Regions from separate parts of the Mus musculus genome. Here region 1 is linked to region 2. Evidence: chromatin contacts called from public HiChIP or PLAC-seq data. All regions are on one chromosome and are shown on one strand. Each heading gives the region's core, a stretch centred on a gene start, on an enhancer-like site or on the middle of the called end of the contact. The rest is flanking DNA. Distances are from core to core; before and after follow the strand shown.

Evidence for each region. HiChIP or PLAC-seq counts read pairs in DNA pulled down with a chosen protein or histone mark.
Region 1: an H3K27ac HiChIP or PLAC-seq map of embryonic stem cells shows a contact between it and region 2, with 3 times the contacts expected there. The contact joins the promoter of Abracl here to the enhancer-like site in region 2. A contact is called at or near these places in 2 of 39 promoter capture datasets (hippocampal neurons and liver), 2 of 115 datasets of contacts at active chromatin or transcription factors (embryonic stem cells and large pre-B cells) and 1 of 9 other capture datasets (liver).

What each region holds. Positions count from the first base shown.
Region 1 is chr10:18,021,825-18,024,524 of GRCm38.p6, forward strand. Abracl (ABRA C-terminal like) reads right to left here and starts at 1,428. Exons shown (of 3, transcript NM_028440.1): 1 at 1,243-1,428.
Region 2 is chr10:16,877,135-16,879,834 of GRCm38.p6, forward strand. No RefSeq gene overlaps it. Among named protein-coding and RNA genes, the nearest start is that of Gm20125, 220 kb to the right of the region's middle. Within about 2 kb of position 1,302, at least 40 of the 459 cell types and tissues checked have an H3K27ac peak or open chromatin away from gene starts, as enhancers often do. A contact at or near this core is called in embryonic stem cells, where this site is marked.

The sequences.
Region 1 (2,700 bases), core at 178-2,677, 1.1 Mb after region 2:
GAGTGCTTACTAAGGCAGATCATTTACAAAGCAAGAACAGCCTCGCAGTCTGGACCCTTATGAATAGGAAAATAATAGGTTTGCTACTGCAAACCCAACTCAATAGGTTTTAGTCACTTAATATGGGAGGGGAAAAGAGAAGAAAATATTCACATTATACAATAGACCCAGGGCAGTCTAAAAGCCGGAGAGAAACCTCTCTTCGTTGAGAGATCAAGAACAATGAGAGGTCATAGCAAAGCAAACCTAAGAAAATGAGCCTGTCTGCGAGAGGCTGGGCCAGAAGACGGGCAGCGGCAGATGTCAGCCGGGCCTGTCTAACTGTCTCAGATTCTAATTAGGCTGTCTGAGTGGGTCTCACAAGGAGAGGGGCTTGGCACATGCTAGAAAGCTTCATCGATACACATTTGGAAAGGAATGTCAGGAGCCTTCTCTAGTTATGTTTTAAAACTCTAGAGGCAATAGGCCAAGGAAATAAAGCCTTCTAGAGTCGCCTGCTCGGGAACCGACAGCCAACTTTACACGCGAGCTAGGCGGTCTTCCAGCCTCCCTTCTATCACTAACAGCTGGCGCGGGTCAAAGGCTCACCTTCGTCCCTATTCGCTGGTTCCAGCTGACTCCATATTTGGTCATTCCTCCTACAAGTTTGAGGTCTTGCCAAATATGGATCCCCAAATCCTGAGGTCTGTGTGTACCACTCCCTCACTCCTGAACTGCATAGGGCTGCAGAGCCCGGGACCACAAGCGCTTCGTCCCTTTGTCTTCGCAACTCACCCTCCCTCGGTCCCCCACCGTCAGCGCACCCGAAGGCACAGCCCGGGAGCCCCACGAGTCCTACTTTCCCTTCCTCACCTGCCCTCCGCAGTGCAGAGAGCAATGTCATGACACCACTTCATTGCCCCGGGATCCCCCCCCCCAGTCTTTCCGCACCCCGTAACCTCACCCCCAGCCCCCCACCCAACCAAGCTGACGCCAAATGCAAAACCCACACGTTGCACCGCTGCAAACATCGATTGGGGCTGCCCCTCTCCTGGTCCGCCCCCGGCCGGCAAAACGTCACGTGAGCCCAGTGCGGAAGTGTGCTGGCCGAGTGGGGTTCCCGCCAGTGGGGTACAAAGGGCGCGTGTCCAAGGCCCCTCTAGCTGTACCGCGGCACCCCGAGGTCCTTACCCTCCACCCGGGGCTCAGACTTCCCAGACGTCGGGTCCAGCTTTCCCCCAGCGCCTTCCAGGACTAGCTCACCTCTCCGATTGCTTCCTTCTTCACGGAAGAGCTGCTGCTGCGTGGGTCTGAACCCTGTACTCGGCTTCCGCGCCCTGGGGAGGAACAGGCAGAAGAAGGAAGTGGCCCGGGCTAAGAGAAAGGCTGCAGTGGAGGAGGGAGGGGACAAGGAGAGGCGTAGGGGGCAAGTAAGACTAAGTGCTGTCTGGAAAGGGGCCGCCCATTCTCCCGGGACACGCCTAGGAGGAGGAAACCCGCGCCAACGCCAAAGCTGGAGGCAGGTTTCTAGGAATGCACACACAAAGTACCATCACCTCTCTCGTCCTACTCGTCAGGACCCACAGCCTAATGCATCTTCATTTCCTGACAGAGTATCTTACCCAACAAGAGAAAAAGCTCCCCCAGCGTGCTAAATTCTGAGATCTCCTAGGAAAACAGAGCCTCACGTGGGTTCTGTATGCAGAGCATTAGGCTCAAGACAAATAATAATAATAATAAAGTAAAAAAGACTCAATTTGCAAACACCTTCATTCTTCAAGGCCAGGTCTACCGATTTTGATTCTAGATCTTGAGACGGAATACATTTGTTTCGCTTCATTGTTTCCTACATTTCATTGACCATTCAAATCATTCAAATTCTTTTTATTTCCATCGTATGTACTTGCCCTACCCAGAGTTTTGAAAAAGAAACTCAACTTAAATTATTGTATAGGAATTGTAAATGTAATCATGAGGGAAATTTCTCTTCCCACCCCCAATTAATTACGAGTGTCCAAGTGTCCAAGTCATTGGTGACGTCCTCCGTGGAGGCAGGAAGATCTCTGTGAACTCCGGGTCAACCTAGTGAGTTTCAGCCCCCCCACCCCCCGCAGCCCCCACACACACTCACAAATGTGGCCTAGTCTTTGTCAACCTCATCAAACAGCAGCCACTCCACAACAATGGTGAAACTGATCATTTGGACCAATCAAATCTCCCTTGGAAATTGAAGGTGGTACAGGTAGAGAATGAGCCATCTGGGTGAGGCTGGAAAAGGCCAGGTCAGACAGAGGCCCAAAATGGACTTTCATTGAGCAAGAAAGTTGACTTTGTGCAGAAACCAGGAAGGGGGGGGGGGGTAGAGAATGGAGAGAGGTGGAGCGGGGGAGGGGCTAAGGAGGGAGAGGGGCAGGGTGGGAGAAGGGGAGGGGAGGGGGCAGAAGAGGGAGAAGGGAGAGAGAGAGAGAGAGAGAGAGAGAGAGAGAGGAGAGAAGAGAGAGGAGAGATTGGGAAGGTGGGTGGAGACTGGTGGAGGCCTTGGGGAAGTCCAAGGACAATCTGTGAGAAGCTAAAAATGTAATAGTCAGAAAGACCTGTTTTCAGGGGATGTGAGAGTAGCCAGGTCCCCTAAGCTGTGCAGGGTCCATGCTCTCCCCAAGCAGTGGCCTAGTTGCCCTACAGGATCAAGGTTTGCCATGTGAATGTGAACCTGAGTGGTTA
Region 2 (2,700 bases), core at 52-2,551:
ACGTTCACATAGATCTCAGGACATTATGCTGAGGACAAAATCCAATTAATTGACTGAACAACCCAATCAAAAAGGTTACATACTATATATTTAATTAATCTAACAAAATAAGAAAGACAGAGTTCTAGAAATGGAACAGAGATCAAAGGTTGCCAACTATTGAGGCTACTTGGAGGGAAAAGAGGGAATAAAATAACTATGAAAATATGGCATGAAAGATATTTTTGTAGTTGTGAAATACCTGCTTTTCATGATTGAAGTAGTTCTTGCACAGAACTGCACATGGGATAAAATGACACAGAAGCACATGTGCTTAGTAAGATGCTAGCTTGTTGCACTGTGCATTGTACTATATTTATGTGAGACCAAACTCCTTGGGAGAAAACTGGATTAAGGTTGCATGAGAAGCCTCTATAGTATTTTTCTAAATCTCTATAAATCAATAAAAAAATTTAAAAACCATTCAATAGTTTATTAAAAATCAAATCCCTGAGTAAACTACTTAGTTACATTAATTTCTTTTTGAGTTGACTACATGTTTACCAGATTCTACAAGCAGAGTTGGCACCCTTTAGCCTTCAAATGTAATCTTAACATTATTAGACATGAAGAGGAATGCCTGGCATCCCTGGTCTCTACTCCCACTTCTCATATTCAGAAGCCCTGCTGTGGGGCTAGGCTGATACTGTGCTTTCTCCCCACTCAGTTCACTTCATCAAGGCTTTCTTTCCTACATCCTATTATCAGCACCAGAACTAACTAGGATGCCAGATCAAGAACTTTACCTTCTGATCCTTCTGATTGACTTGGCAGAACAATGTGACCCACACTCAGCATTCTATAGACTGGTGAAATTAGTACATTCTTTTAGATGGACAGAGTCGAGCTTAAAATTAAACTAGCAAAACAGTATCATACTTGAATGAATGAATCCCTTTCTTATTAATCTTCTTTTCTTTTTTTTAAAATTTTATAAGACAGGCCAAATATCAGGTGGAGCTGAGGGCATCTTATGGAAGAGTGGGGGATGGAACTGAGCAAACTGGAGTGGTCAAGGATACCACAAGGAGTCCTACAGAGTCACCTAACCATGGGGACTCACAGAGACTGAACCACCAACCAAAGAGCATAAAGGGGCTGGCCCTAGGCCCTCTACAAATTTGTATCAGATCTACAAGTTGGTTTTCATGTGGAGCTGTCTTTGACTCTGTTGCCTGCCATTGGATCACCTTCCCCAGGGAAACTGCCTGCTTGGGCCCACTGGGAGAGGAATGTGCTTAGTCATGCTGAGACTGGATGTGCCAGAATGGAGTGGTACCCAAGGGGGATTTCCCCTTCTCTGAGGGGACTGGTCATGGGGTGGCATGGGACTTATAAGAGTAGGACTGAGAAGAGAGAGTAGCTGCAATCAGGAGGTAAAGTGAGTGAATGAGTAAAGAAATAAATGAAAAAAGAAAAGAAAAAAAGTGGTATATAATACACTTCTGCTTTGTTTTACTGAATACTTTAATGTGGGCATGTCTGATCAAGCCATGACTTGGCAGTATATAATCCTGTGATATATATGGATACATTTGCTGGCCTGTCCTCTAGGACTATAATCTGGAATGGAAAGTTCCTAATCAGCCCTGTGCTTATGTACATGTCCCAGTATTGCTTTTACTAAAGACTGGTCATCACAGGGCTTCCTGTGATTTTTAACACCATCCTTTGCAGCAGCCAGTAAAAGCAAGTGTATCTTTTCACATGTACGAAGAATGACTATTCATAATAATGGCTTCTCAAAGTCACAAGAAAGCAAAAAAAAAAAAAAAAAAAAAAAAAAAACCAAACCGAACCAAAAATAAAAAACAAACAGAAAGGCTCAAAGTACTCAAAGCCACTCCTTGGAATTCCCACCAATGTTCTTTCCCTTCCCAGACAAGTCTTCCCCTTGTGATTCTAAAGAAAATTCATGAAAGCATTTTCTTTTTTATAAGAAAGTTGTTTTAACTCATTACTGAAAATCATGCCTAAGAAATGCTAAAAAGTCATAAAACACCACTTTGCCTCTCAATGAAGTGTGCAGCATGTATTTATAAGCTTTTAGTATAATAATTTTATAACCAAACAGCTGCTGGAACAATGAATTTTTATAACCACTGTCTCAGTTGGCATTTTTCTCCTAAATATGACAAAATAAAGTTTTTGTGATACAATCCATCTAGCTCAGCTGCATTTAATAGAATCATCAGCAAAAGAAGAATCCGTGAGATAAAAACCATACTCCTAGCAGAATGAAATTAAAAAATGCATGTTGTTAATCTACTGTTTTTACTTACGTTTTCCTGGTGGTTTGTATAATAGTGTTTTTTATGTCCCCCAAACAAATAACAGCTATGTCATTTTAAAGCTACTTTGGATAAATATTTGTTTTCTGTTTATCATCAAATCAACATAAGGTCATCTTTTCACATGGCTACCTTTGTGCTATATATTACGACAGGCTGAATATATCAATAAAGACTTGATATTACCTTTCATTTAAAAACCAAGAAAGCTACTGGAAATAGATATAATCAAGTAAAATACAACGGGACATGTGGATGCCACCCAGTAATGAGCTCTCCTGTGAAGTAATGACTTTCTTCTCTCTGGAGGTTCTCCAACAGAGGCTCAAGCTGGCCTTAGCTTCTATGACAGCGTTACAGCAATGACTGA